Linked DNA regions of Mus musculus: regions 2 and 3 are each linked to region 1. Evidence: chromatin contacts called from public Hi-C and HiChIP or PLAC-seq data. All regions are on one chromosome and are shown on one strand. The core of a region is the stretch at or near the end of the contact, and the rest is flanking DNA. Distances in the headings are between cores, read along the strand shown. Region 1 overlaps Sh3gl3 (SH3-domain GRB2-like 3). Region 2 overlaps Adamtsl3 (ADAMTS-like 3). Region 3 has its middle 10 kb from the start of Gm46013.

Evidence for each region. HiChIP or PLAC-seq counts read pairs in DNA pulled down with a chosen protein or histone mark. Hi-C and Micro-C count contacts between places; a contact is called where the count stands out from the background.
Region 2: a Hi-C map of the C2C12 cell line shows a contact between it and region 1, with 2.6 times the contacts expected there. The contact joins two enhancer-like sites. A contact is called at or near these places in 1 of 15 datasets of contacts at CTCF or cohesin (the NIH/3T3 cell line) and 1 of 484 Hi-C or Micro-C datasets (the C2C12 cell line).
Region 3: a CTCF HiChIP or PLAC-seq map of the NIH/3T3 cell line shows a contact between it and region 1, with 18 read pairs. The contact joins two enhancer-like sites. A contact is called at or near these places in 3 of 15 datasets of contacts at CTCF or cohesin (the NIH/3T3 cell line and large pre-B cells), 1 of 484 Hi-C or Micro-C datasets (the N1E-115 cell line) and 4 of 115 datasets of contacts at active chromatin or transcription factors (the NIH/3T3 cell line, embryonic basal ganglia, embryonic stem cells and 1 more).

Annotation. Positions count from the first base shown.
Region 1 is chr7:82,274,026-82,278,766 of GRCm38.p6, reverse strand. It overlaps Sh3gl3 (SH3-domain GRB2-like 3), which reads right to left. Exons shown (of 9, transcript NM_017400.7): 6 at 2,482-2,640. Among named protein-coding and RNA genes, the nearest start is that of Gm32903, 20 kb to the right of the region's middle. Within about 2 kb of position 2,741, at least 44 of the 459 cell types and tissues checked have an H3K27ac peak or open chromatin away from gene starts, as enhancers often do. A contact at or near this core is called in the C2C12 cell line and the NIH/3T3 cell line, where this site is marked.
Region 2 is chr7:82,461,543-82,466,291 of GRCm38.p6, reverse strand. Adamtsl3 (ADAMTS-like 3) reads right to left here. Exons shown (of 30, transcript NM_001190374.1): 7 at 602-728. Among named protein-coding and RNA genes, the nearest start is that of Adamtsl3, 130 kb to the right of the region's middle. Within about 2 kb of position 1,416, at least 32 of the 459 cell types and tissues checked have an H3K27ac peak or open chromatin away from gene starts, as enhancers often do. A contact at or near this core is called in the C2C12 cell line and the NIH/3T3 cell line, where this site is marked.
Region 3 is chr7:82,020,437-82,025,285 of GRCm38.p6, reverse strand. No RefSeq gene overlaps it. Among named protein-coding and RNA genes, the nearest start is that of Gm46013, 10 kb to the right of the region's middle. Within about 2 kb of position 1,560, at least 7 of the 459 cell types and tissues checked have an H3K27ac peak or open chromatin away from gene starts, as enhancers often do. A contact at or near this core is called in the NIH/3T3 cell line, where this site is marked.

The sequences.
Region 1 (4,741 bases), core at 1,492-3,991:
GGCTCTCCTGCTGGTTTCTCAGTTACAAGAATGTAGACTGGAAGGTTTATATTGTCTAAAGAGAAAGCAGTGTGCATTGACTATAGACTTGAGGAGTAAGCCATTCTAAAAACTTCCACAAATAGCCTGGTAGCCGGAAAGCCCAAGGAAGAGTTAGTTATATAATCTGCATTTGGAGACCCAGGAAAGACTGAGTCTCTTCATTTCATTCAAAGCTCCTCTCAGGAAAAGCTTCGGCAAACACTTTTTCTATACACGTGCTGGTGAAACGGTTGCCTTACTGGGCCTGGAGAGATGGCTCAACACTTGAGAGCACCGCTGCTCTCCCAGAGGACCCACACGGTGCTCACAGCCACAGACAGTGCTCTAACACGGTAAGCATCCATCCACACAGACAAGGTATCCATACACATAACTGGTGTTTTAAGCTCTTGTTATAGCTTATCCAGGACAGTGGAAGAGGAGGGCTGGAGGCAGTGAGCCCTTCCCAGCCCTGATGGGTGAGATTTCAGCCTCTGAATTCCTGGTGCCACAGAAGCATAAGCAGGAAGTCACCAAGGACAGAGCACAGCGCCTTAAATACTTCTCAGCCACTTTCCTCTGTTTATTCATTTGCTTCGAGTAGATGTTTACAAATCCCAATTCCACTCCCTCCTTCTGTGGGTGAGACTGAGCCTGCCCTTAGCAGGATGCCTTACTCTGCCCTAGAACTGATTCTTGAGGTCAGAAGCCCAGGGAAGGGTGCTCGCTCACCCAGTGCCATCATATTTTACGGTGTTCTGGTAGAGGAGCCACGCTGGCTCTACACTGAGACCTGGCATCCATCAACTGAGGTTGTAGAGAGGAGGTGAAATGTTGAGACTTTGGCCCTGGGCCATACCACCAACACAGTTGATCAAAAGGTCGATAATTACACTTACTGAAGGCTCGCACCAGATACCTGGCTCCTTTGTCAACTTCTCAATTAGACAAAGTCCAGACCAGTATCTGCTGTGGCTCAGCTCCCCAAATCTCTTCCCAACAATGATGAAACATCTCCTCCTCTGTTTGGAGGAAGCCATGGCCCTTCTGTTATCTGCTAGCATGCTCTCCCTGAAGCCTCACTTTAACAGCCTGTTCACCAGTTTCCAATTGGTGCAATGTCACGTGTGCAGCACTGTGAACACCGTGTCATGTGTGCAGCAGTGTGAACACAGTGTCACGTGTGCAGCAGTGTGAACAGTGTCACATGTGCAGCAGTATGAACATAAAATGCCCTCGAGGATCGCATACTGAGGGTTTGATCCAAAGATAATGGCAAGATTCTGGAACTTCTGGAACTTTTAAGAGACAAAGCCTAGTTTAGAGTCAGTCAGTCACGGGAGGGATATGGGGGAGAGTAAGGCTGTCCTTTCTCTCTCCCTTTCTTTTCCCACCCTACATCTCCTTGCTGACCACTCTAAGTGCCGCATCTGTCACACCATGATGCTCTGTGGCACCACGGTGGAGATGACGGATCCAGCTGGCCATGGTCTGAGACCTCCATCCCTTGAGACGAAGCTCACATTCCTCCTTTTAAGTTGCTCTCTCAGGTGTCTGTCCCAGTACGCTAAAGTCTGGCCAATTCAGGGTCTAAGAACTGTCAAATCCATCAGGCAGTGTCCCAGCTTGCAGACCTTCTATGTTTGATAAGAATTAAAGGGGCCCAGTCATGTTTACCCAGAGCCACAATGATATCCTAGCGGAAAGCCCAGCCATCACCGACCATTCTAAAGCACAGGTCCCAGCCATGACAGGAAGCAGGCATGGCCACAAAGGCCGACTGACCAAGGGTGGACATGAAGTTGGTGGCTAAGAGGTATCAGAACTCTGTGTTCTACATGATTATGGCCTTGGCCCCATGGACGCAGGGCTGGGGGGGAGGAGGGCGATGGATGAAAGCCAAGGTGAGAGTTTTATAAACCACCCACCCTCAGCAAGGACTATTAGCACTTCTTCTCCAACCACGTCACACCCACAGCGTGTTCTGCCAGCAGTGGGCAATGCTGGAGGCTTTTACACTTTAACTGGTCAACAGGAGAGAGAATGTAAGGCCACAAGGACATGGGAAAGACCAGGGAGACCCCTTCCAAGTCTGGCTGCCGTCACCCCTCAAAGAGAAGAAAGATGATCTGCTAGATAGCACAGTGACCAGTGAGTCTCCTCAGCTATAGACCTAACAATGGGAAGGGGGAGCCAGATCTTCACCCGGCACGTGCTGTTCAAGCTCAGCAAACCACAAATGCTGTGGCCTTTAACACCAAGGCTGCTCTCCTGGGCCATCTTCTGCTACAAAGCCACCCCAGGAACAAGCAGCCCTGCTAAGGACTAAGGCTTCATTCAGAGATGGTTGACTGTCTCTCCCTATATGTCAGGCAGGAACATTCTAGAAACTTCCACTGCAGTTAGGGTTTTAGAGCGTGTCATGTGCATTAAAGTCTTCCGTTCGGTTTAAATACTTACATCATTTTCTAAAAAATTAAACATGCTCCTTTCGGCCAACTCCTTTGACTCTTCAAACTTCTCTACTGCTTGTCTGATTTCTTCCTCGGGGATCTTACCTACCCGCCGCTTTTTATAATCATAATCCAGGCGACGGCCTTCCAGCTTTCTCAGGTGGTGCTGAAACGAGAAAGGAAGTCCTCACTCACTAAGTGCTGAGGCTCACACTGTGGCGTGACTCATGCCCGCCATGATGAGGCTCACCGAGGATGGAAGAGGTGTGACTCATGCTGTGGTGTGACTCACACACTGATGAGACTCACACCACAGTATGTGCTTAAGTGCACACACTCTCTTTCTTATGGCTATGTTCCTTGTTCTGGGCCTAGTCCTGCCCGCTGCTGTTTGAGAGCGTGAGAGCTGCGTGCATACGCAGGTGTTTTGGTCTGAGCCGCGCCCATCCTCTCTCCTTTACCTTCCCCCTCCCCCCACCACCAGCATCAATTCCCTTCCCAACTTCACGTGCTCTTGTAAATCCATGGAGGCCACATAGTCAGTTGTGCAAGGACACAGAGCCACCTGCTGGAGAACTCCTCAAGAAAACTGACCCCTCCATCCCCTAGAGGGAGTCCAGTCCTAAGCTATGGGGTGGGATGCTGTGAGCCTCGGCCCCACCCACTCTTCAGGTAGAAACCAGTTACATCCTCTGCTCTGCACCCTCTGTCTCTTGCTGAAGGCCACCCACCCTGCCTAGCATTCGAAACATTTACAGAAGGACACATGATGGGCGAGGGGTGGGCAGCAGGTGAGAATGAGAGTCTGTGTGGAGAATAAGGAAGGATGCAGTGTCCTCGCTCAGGTAACCCTTCCTGTCTCCACAGGACTCCCTTCCCCAGTTCTGTTAACATACACAATGTCTAACCACCCTAACTCTACAAAAAATAAGAATATTTCCATTGCCAATTCCTCCAAAAACGATGATGATGACGATGATGATGTAGCGTGTCAAGGGATTCTCGACAGGTTTGAATACCACAGGGAGAGATCAACACAAGCAGGAAGACTGGACATGGGGGAAGGAAGATGGGTCTTGGTGGGGTGAGAGGGATGGACCTGGGCCCAGTGTGGAGTGGGCATGCTTTTCCTGGGATGGAAGGAAGGGGTGACAGGTGAGGGGATCCAGAGTTGTCCAAATAAGGAGGGGGACCAAAACAGCAGCTTTCATTTCTCATCCAGCCTTCCCGGGTCCTTCTCTGATGCCTTCTGCTTTTAGAATAAACTCTAAATGCAGGTAAAGGCATCTGGAGTTCTCCAGGACTCCCAGGCTTCTCTCCCTCCATAGCTACCTGGTCTTCCCCTGTGCCCTGGGTTCCTAGACATCCTAACCCTGGCCCTTCAGCAAGATGTGCTGCCTATTTACCCAGCCCAGTCATCCTGGACAGCTCCTCGGTGGCCTTTCCTCATCCAGCTATGCGGAGGATGGTGCCCCTCCTCAGGCGTCCCTGCTCTTCTCTCCAGCATTGGTAACTGCTGTTTTCCTACCTCACGTCTATATGCTTCATCTGTTTGTTGCAGGAACACGCCACATAGCCCAAGTTCTCCTTAACTCATGATCTCGGTGGCTACACTCTTAAAACTGTCTGGGTCTGGAAAGATGGCGACAAGACTCAAATGAGTCTGCAGCTGAAGGGAGATGTCAATCAAGTTTGAAGGCAGTGAGCTATTCTCTACAACACCACAAGAGGGCGCCTGGACCTTCAGCGCCGAAGTCTGGCAGTCTGCATTGCTTGGAGCTGGCTTGGAGCTGGCTTGCACATCTGCAAAAGCAGCCGAGCTGAACGAGACCTGGAAGTTCCCACAGACACCCTGGACAAAACAATTTCTTGCAGGTTTCCAGGATAAAACTGCCAGTTTCTAGACAATGATTTTCTCGAGAAAGAATGAAACAGAATGACCACAAGCACACAACCGATACAGTGTGATATTAGCAATCAAATCTACACCCCAAAGTATGATGTCGTTGTGTTATATGAGAAGTGGCTGCAGAAATATGATATTCAGCCTGGCTCGCAGATGACTCAGTGAGACGAAGAACAGGACAGTGACAGCGGAGCCTGCACCTCCACCCAGTCTGTCTGCCAGGAGAAACGGATCCCGGTACTCTCTCAGGAACCCATATAATATAGTAATCGAGTGCAGTTTTCAACCCTCAGATAAGACTGTGTGGTTGCCGAGCCCACGCAGAAACCTTGGTTTTAAGTCGTGGTATCATGATGAGCAG
Region 2 (4,749 bases), core at 167-2,666, 190 kb before region 1:
CATACAGTTAGCCTCTGAATTAAGAGATACATTGCTGAACTGGGCAAATAAAAACATACAAGCAAAAGTAAAGACAAGTAAGAGCCTGAAGCTGCATTTGAAATAGGTGTGATAGACTGAAGACCAGCATTCCTGGTACACAGAGTTTACAGAAATAAAAGTTAAGAAATGGCATAGCAGAAAAATGGCTTCAACTGACTAACTGAAAATAAGACAAGTATGATGTCATTTTCCATCTTGTCAGCAATGAAAAGAAGACAAATAAAATGAAATTATAACCCCAGTTTACCTGAAGAATATTTTAGGCAATTTAAAATTTGACTACCAGATATTTTTTAAAAAATAGTAAGATTTTGTACTAGCTATTGTTAAAAAAAAATAAAAAATGGGGAACCATCAAAGAGTTGGAAGAACAAGATTTGATGTGCTCTTTTAAATTTTTTTTTTGAAAAATAATAACTTAAAAAAAAGAAATGACTTTCTGAAAACTGGCCAATGTTAATTCCATTCAGATGAGTTCAGCATTAGGAATATATTGTTCTGGTCAGAGTGGAAAACACAGCTTGCTTATGGTACTACAGGGCTAGGGTTCAACACTTACTCTTCTCAGGAGACAGGTGCATCTTGGTCTGACCCCGCACCAGCCTGCAGGTGGAGCCGTCCCCAGCACAGACGCCACAATTGTCCTCCTTGGCATTACTTCCCAGCTGTCTATCACAGCCCACAATCTGTGCAGAAAACGAACAAAAGACATCTCATTTAGGATGCTCTCTTGCTTTAGTTTATGGGCTGGCGGTCTTCATGAGGACACCATTTTGTATTTGTGAACTGATGGGACATTTCAGCGTCTAAGACAATTTCTGTTATTCTTATGCAAGACCCTCAGAATTGCAAACACCGAAGCTATCTCCCTGCAACCTTACTCTCCTCTAGCTATATTTATTTCAATTATCCGTATGCCTAAAAAAGAATATTTCTTTTCCACCTTTCTCTCTGACCCACCCTCACCTTCCCATGAGGTCTTTTGTAGCCCAGACAGTCTTGAACTTGCTGTGTAGTGTGGGATGACATTAACATTGTCTGATCCATCAACTTCCACCTCAGAGTGGAAGAGTGAAGGTTTGTCTCATCTCATCTGGTTTGTGTGGTGCAAGGACCAAACTCGGGACTCTATGTTGCTGGATAAGCACTGTACCAACTGGACTACATCCCCAGCCCCTCTTCCTGCCCCTTCTTTCTCTCCACTCCTACTTTTGCCCCAGATTCTTGTTTCTTGCACCCGATGTCTATGCCTCAGGCCCACAATATGTTAATACATTTGCTTCGATGCAGAAAAATCTACAGACACGTCTTCCATCTTGGTTACATCTGCATTTCTTTATCACTAGCTGTTCTTACCCCTAGGTTGCCGCCTCCATATAATTATATCCATGTGCCTACAGATGCTTGTAAAGAGGAAAACTAGGAGTTCTGTCCCATACAAAACATGGAGTGCTGTTATCTTTCAGTTTATTGTGTCACTATGCCTGTGTGTGTGATATTAAAACTGTCCTGACAGGAGAATAGCTATGTTTTGTATTTCTTTTCATTTTCACAAATGAGACTTTCATATAAAGTGTGCCCAGTGATCTTTACTAGTCTAATAGTTTATCTCTACTTCCTGATGTTATTCACAAGTCTGGCAATGAAATTCAGGGACTGTGAAGACAGTCATGACAAATCCTGACTCATCTACCACATCCTTTAAAATACAGGATGCTGGACAAGTAGTCAGACTCAGAGAGACTCGTTTTCCTCAACAGTAAGGAGAGATAAAGATGCCAATGTGTATTTCACCAAAGGTCTACCAAGAGTTAAAGGGGAAACAAAAAGTGGCACAACAATCAGACAATTCTACAGAGTTCTAAAGGGCGCAGGTCAGTTTGACTGTTTCTCTCTGTTGTCAGCTTTGGACTCCAGGAGCCAGGACACTGCAGTGGGCAGAGCTGTCAAATTACTGTGTTCTCCAGGTGCTGAAGAGAAAAGAGGAACTGGACGCAGTTCAAGCCACATCTATAGGGGGGAGTCTTTCCAAAATGTCGGTGTTGAAAGGCAGGGGGAAGATAGAAGGGGGGCTTCAGAGAGAGGTGGGATACGTTCCAAGGAAATGAGGGAATAGTTGTGCTTTGAGATGTTCTCAGTTTCACCCCGGGATGCCAGGAGTAAAGGGGTCTACACTTGCTCTGTGGAATCACAAATGGTGAAAGCTACAGCCTTCAGCATTTAGCTCAATGGGAGAAAGTCTCAGAAGCCAGACTTCTTGTTGGGAACACTGCAATGGGTATTAAATTATTGCATGAGCAGCTGGAGGCAATTTATATTCCTTTATTTTGATAGTATGACTTTAAAGATAATATTGGTGACATGTTTTTAATTTGTATGTGTACATGTATGTTCGTGTGTTAGTCCAGGAGCACACATATCAGGGAACACATGTGGTGGTCAGAGGCCAGCTGGCCCATGAACTTCCAGGAATCCTCCTATTCCTGCCTCCCCCGAGCTGGGATTATAGATACATGTTCCTGTATACAGCTTTATGTGGACCCTAAGGATTCGAACTCAGGGCCTTGTGCTTACACAGCAACCACTCCTCCCAGCGGCCTTATAATACTGTGTGATTTTTGCTGGATGCTTACCATATGCCTGGCATTGTGTCACAAATGCTGCCTGTGGTCTTTCATTTCTTCTCCACAACAACCTTATGATACAGGTGAGACCTTTTATCTACATCTTACAACACAGGAGTCTGTCTGCACACGGCGGAAGCTAAAATGACTTGCCCCCATGGCAGAGACTGCACACAGTGCCAGTAATAGTTTTAAACCCCTGGTCCTCTAAGCAGAAACCCAACAGGGTGCCATTCCTTCATGTACCTTTGCTCTCAGCAGAAAGACAAGGAGGGTCCCTGTTACAGAGGACTTTATATGAATATTTACAAGCACATGTGGGACAGCTTAAGGGCGATTGATTCTGGAAACATACTTGCATGGTTGGGATTGGACCAGTGAGTAACTGTGTTCATGAAACTTTCCCCAGGGGAAATAATTCTGCCATAAAATTATAGACATCGTCTTCCCGGGCCAAGCACTGTCCTCACAAGTCGCTGTCCCTGAGCGCTTAGCATTTCGTGAGGGTGAGAGTCACTCTTTCTCTGTTCATCCAGGAAGGGTGTGTGCTGAAGAGTTAGGGCGAACTTATTTTGAAGAGTGCTTGGGGCTTTGCAAAATCTTGGGCAATCGAATCCCTCCCAAGCACTTGTATTTGCTTCCTAATTTTTTTTAAAGTTAAAATTCATCCAAATCTTACAGCCAAACAAAGCATGTGAAAACATCACAGAAAAATGATATTTGAAAAGAAAGTCTGATTGTCCTGTGATTCATCAAGTGCAAGCCAGAGCTGACCTGAAACTGAGGCAGACTGAACTCTGACTCGCTACATCTTCCACGGTGCACACTAAGCAACCTCTAAAATATTATCTGAAGTGTTCTCGGACTTCTGTGACATCTCCTAATGTCAAGATACCTAATTACCATGATTTATAAACTACTAACTGATAAACGCATCAAGCATATTAGCACCAATTAAATTATCCTTTTCTATATAATGCCAAGCATAAAAGTATAAATCAATAAGACAAGATTCTTATCTTGTAGAGTAGTTAATGAGACAAGTTAAAAGTTATAAGACACGGGATAACATAAACACATACTTTAAATATATGAGCAGTGATTTTTGGAAGACATAATCATTTATAAGCAGAATTTGAGCAGAGATTATTTCAAAGTTCAGGCAGATGGAGTTTAAATAAGTGCCATTAATCCAAATTAAGTAAAATATAAAATTTCCAGACAGATCAAGTTTAATCCTTCAAGAACTAAAGCAATTTTGAATGAACCTTTTTACTTTAGAGAAACTTTGAAATTGAGCTAGTACCTAACTGGAAGCTTTACCCCTACTGACCAATGTTCATGGTCCTGAAACTTTCCATGTAGTATGCACACTATTGGAAAAGAAAAGCAATCACCAATATCACGCAGCTACAAACCCTGTGACCTGCAACAGTGACCTGCTTGCAAGAAATACTGGCACAATAGTGTCGCAAATGTCAATCAATCAGCTTTTCAAGTTAAATGCGCCATGAGGTGGAACCCATATCTAAAAATGCTAAAGTGGTCAAGAGCCTGGGACTAGACAGATCATGGATCCTCGTGGAAAACCTATTAATATTATTCTACTAAAGAGACCCGGCACTAAGATGGCTCCTGATAACATACTGCTGTACCCCTAGGTCAGTGACTCGCCCAACCCTTGTCAGAGAAGCTTTGTCTTGCATGGAAATGAACACAGAGACCCATACCCGGATCTTTGTCATGACAAACTTTGTAGCCCTCAATCCTAAATGGAACATCCTCATCAAACCTTCCCTCAAGGCTCCAGGGTCTATGGAGAATAGGAGGGAGAAAGGTTGTAGGAGCCGGAGTTGCTGGATGACTTCAAGAAAACAGCATCACCCAGAACCAATGGACTGACGCACATAGGAACTCATAGAGACTGTAGTAGCATATGTAAGTCCTGAACCGGTTCAAATCAGACAAAATCCCAGCACGGAGAAGGGAAAGTAGACACAATGTCCCACCCCTAACCAAGATGCTACGTGCAATTGATACTTGCAGGGGAAGGGTAAATCCATTTTCTCCAGTGGAGTGTCCC
Region 3 (4,849 bases), core at 311-2,810, 250 kb after region 1:
TAGGCTACACACTCATTTGTAATCCTTAGACATTGTTATCATAAAACTAATCTTTACATGTTCATAGTTAGACTATTTGTAATAGCCCCAAACTGGAAATTCTCCAAATGCCCATCACTAGTTGATGGATAATAAATAAATTGTGGGATTTCGCACAATAGGATAAGGCAGAGTAATTACAGTGAGCAATCTACAGCTACATGAAATGATTTCGGTGGATCTCATTAACACAATGCTGGGTATTAGAAGCCAGACAGAGAAGGTATGAGTCCATGTTTATGTAAAGAACAAAAGCAAGCATAACTAATCTTTGCTGTGCATAGTCAAGATAGTGGCTTCCCTTGGAGGAGTAATGGCTGGATCTGAAAAGGAATTCAGAGGGCTGTGTTTTTTATTTTGGGTGCTAGTTACACAAATATTTGGTTTATAGGCAGCTATTCTGCTGCAAGTTCAGTGCAGTGCCCTCTCTCTCTGGAAATCCTGTAAGCACTGTCTCCAAAAGGACCCTGTTCAGGACCTCTTTCCTGATCCATGACTGGAATCAGAAGGGTGTTGGAATGACAGTATATGTGTGCATTAATTACCTAGTGCTGTATCATGGAGTACCCCAGGACATGTTGGCTAAAACTCTAAGCATTAATTATGCAATTGCCTTTGTTGGTCAGGAATCTGGAGCAAATAAGTTGACTAGTTCTAACTCAGAATCTCTCATGAAGCTGCAGCCAATATGTTGTCAGGAGCTGCCATCATCTTCATATACTTCAGAGGTGTAACAGGGCCTCAGACCTTAGGAGGTCCCCAGACCTTAGCACAACTGACTCCATGATGGAAGTACTATACTGGCTGTAAAACTCACCAAGTTGACAACACCACCTGCCAAAACTAAAACAAAGACCTAAACCATCAAAGTCCATATACTTTTGGGAAAGTCCTAAAATGTACTAACTTTGCTTTTTAGCTTCTGGCTAACTGTACTAGTTAGGGGGAGTATGTCAACCCAGAACACGGTGTTTTGTTTTGTTTTGTTTTGTATTTTGGGGGCTTAAAAGCTTACCCTGAGAAAGGCCCAGTGCTATACTGGGATCCCAAACACCTAGGGTAGTCACTGGACAGCTAATAGAGACTTTCTATTGGCTTGAACCCATGTCTGAACAGTATTCCCTGTTGAATACCTCACAACAAGAGAGTCCATCTAATTCACTTCCATGGTTGTGAACAAGAAGCCAGTTGGTCCCATATGTATTTCCCCATAGGGTTGCTTGACAACCTGGCAGCCAGCTCCCCCCAGAAAAGAATGAGAAGGAATGTGGAGAAAGAAGTTAAAACATCTTTCATGACTTAGTCTTAGAAGTCTCATGCCATCCTTTACGTATTCCATTCATTAGAAATTACTCACTCAGTCCAGGGGATCCTCAAGGGAATCAGAGTTCACGTCTTGATGAAACATAACATAAAATAACAAATAATTTGTGGATGTATTTTCAAAACCATGGAAGTTTACCCTCTGACTATGAATTACTCACACCTTTGCCTCTTACTAAGGATCTTTTCATGACCACAGGATGTATAGCACCAACCTGATGCTCAGAATCATTTCATCTACATCAAGGCCAGATGCTGCACGTGTGTGTCCTTAGCTTAAGTGAAGCGACCCCTGGGCCTGGCTCCTCTCATTCAGAACACCTGAGATGCTTACACATCATCTGCACCAGCTTCTAACCTAACAGTAGTAAGAACTGCATAGGGAAGCATTTTGGATGTTCCTGATTTGAAAGCAGGCCAGAAGTCAGTGGTCTGGGCTTAGAGCCTTGTTCCTAATGAGTTGCTAGTCTCTAGCAGTTCGGAAATCCAACTGGGAGAAGGTTGGAAGCCCCTTGATTAGGATTCAGTCCTATTTCTGCTCAGAAAGGATATTTATACCTCTTGGCTCTACTTTCTGGTTTTTCTCTTTTGTCCATGAAGACAGCCACGTTGTTTTCTCACTTGCTTCCTTCTCGCCAACAGCATTCTGGGAGTCCAAAGACTTCCCTTTGTCCAAGTATGATCTTAAAACCAAAGTATAATGAAAGCAATGCCGTGCCTCCTGAACCCAGACAAGAGATTCTCTGCTCATTCACAGACCACAAAACGAGACCCTGCTATAGGAGCAACCATCACACCTCGGAACAGCCTTCAACCTGAAAACACGAGGAAAGCCTTTTTTATTTGTTTCATGCTGAAAACAATGAGTTTGAAAAATATAAATTCTTTTTTTTTTTTCCTTTTTTTCTTTGTCCGAGACAGGGTTTCTCTGTGTAGCCCTGGCTGTCCTGGAACTCACTCTAAAAATACAAATTCTTGAAAGGACAGATGGTAGACTTAAGGTGGTCAGAAAAAAAAGCATTGCCTAACTTTAATTGTCAATCCATGGACCATTAAAGAAAGGGAGGAAGATCTTTGCATCTTCCCTGTCATCACTGGGAAAACAAGCACCTCGTCCTCCTCCCATCCCACCCCCACCCCCAGGAGAACTGTCTCTACACCCAGAGAGAGAAAGACCACCCTGGCAGTAAGTGACTGACTTACTGACACATGCTTACATCTTAAGATCTACACAGTAGAGGCATAGCAGATCACATGATCTATGCATGTGAGGCAAGTGGACACAAGAACCAAAAGCAGTGTATTCTGGGAATTGTAGTTTTATGCTTTAGAGGCATTCAAAATGTTAAAAAAAAAAAAAAAAAAAGTTAAGAGCCTGAGAAAGGGGAAATTATGCTGAGCTCTAAAACCAGCTAAAATGGAGACAATCCTGAATAGAATAAAATAAAATATAATATAGATGTGAATGTGCTTTTCTTGAAGAGAGTCTGCTCTTTAAAACTAACGATGCAGTGATGGCACACGCCTTTAATCCCAGCACTTGGGAGGCAGAGGCAGGCGGATTTCTGAGTTCGAGGCCAGCCTGGTCTACAGAGTGAGTTCCAGGACAGCCAGGGCTACACAGAGAAACCCTGTCTCGAAAAAAAAAAACAAAAAACAAACAAACAAACAAAAACCCAAAAAACAAACAAAAAAACAAAACAAAAAGAACAAAGATATCAATAACAAACAATAACAGTCGCTAGGAGGAGGGCCAGTGAGGAGGCTCAGGTAAAGGTGCCTGCCGAGCAAGCCTGGTGACCTGAGGTCAATCTTGTGGTCTGAATGTGAAATGTCACCCACAGGCACATGTCTTTGAACACTTGGTCCCTAGCTGGTGGCACTGTTTAGGAAGGTTATTGAACCTGTCGGAGAAAGAGCCTTGCTGAGGGAAGTTTGTCACTGGGTGGGACTGGGGGAACCTTGGGGTTTTATAGCCTGTCCCCACTTCCTGTTTTCTATCTGACTTAGGACTGCTGGCATCATGGTCCTGCCACCACTCATTTTCCCTCAATTGGCTTTTTTGAGGTATCCTATAACAGTGATAGAAAACTAAGCCACCATGTGAAGGTGGAAGGAAACACACAATGCCATCTGCCATCCAATTGTCTCTGACCTTTAACATGCTGTGGCGAGTACACCTACGCATAGGCACACACCTACACATCACACACACACACTAATAGTGATAATAATTTTGTTTTTTATTTAAGAATGACAGATATAGCCCAGTGGTAGAACACTTGCTTAACATGCAAAAGACCATAGCTTTAGGCTGTAAACAACAACAATATCTGGATTCTAAAACTTCACACTGAAGTTGTAATTAAGAGTGTGCAAAGACGGAGGGAAATCTTTAATTCCTCAATTGTCAACTCTAGTACAAAAATAAAGTGTGAGTGAGAGGCAACCTGGGCCTTTGTTTTATTTTGTTCTTTAGGTTATTTGTTATGACAACATTTCCCTGGTCTAAGCTGGCCTGGAACTCACTGTATGGTCCAGGCTGGTTTCAACCCCGGAATCCTCCTGCCTCAGCCTCCTGGCTGACTGATAGGACTACATCTATCTAAGATTTTAACAATTTATGAAATTAATATATTAGATTTATATTCCAATATGCTGGGCTTAAGCTAGTAATTTACCAATCTAGAACAACCAAAAGAATGCATAAGTAAACACTCCAATAGTTCAACAACTGTGGACCTAGGTTGTCAATAGGCCCTGGGAGATGCATATCCAAGCTCCTTCGCAGGCATGGTAGTAATTCACAAGGTCTGGGATGAGTCCTGAGAACACACATCTCTAACATGATCCTCAGGGATGCTGATGGTCCATGGACCACACCTTATGAACCACTGGAATTGTCTGTTCTCCACTACAAAATGTATTGCAGAATTATATGAACTGGTGAAGGGACAGACAATGTAGTATATTCATACAGGAAACAATGAAAAGAAACAAACTATGGCTGTATCCAGCGGGGAGCATTGGGTGCCTCACACTATCATTTCTCTGCTACATCCTTTAAGTCAGGGTCTCTCACCAAGCCTGAAGAGCAGCTGGTGGCCAGCAACCTCCAGCAATCCTCCTGTCTTCACCCCAGTGCCAGCACTGGTGTTAAGGCATACAACCACACCTGGCTTTTTACATGGGTGATGGGGATTTGAACTCTGGTCCTCATGCTTATGTGGCAAGCACTCTTGCCTGTTGAGCCACCTTCCCAGGACACAGCAAATACACTTTCTCCACATCTTTCCTAGGTGGCAATCTCAATGATTCTCAGGTCCAAGGGACAATCAGGAACTATGCATACCAAACTATTGATGTGAACATAGTCTTTGACTAAGGAAATAGTTAGGAATGGACACTTCTAATACTCATTTTTCACATAGTTGGCTGATAACTCTTGTAAAGATTTTGCAAATTGGAAAGAAACCATGTTTTTTTT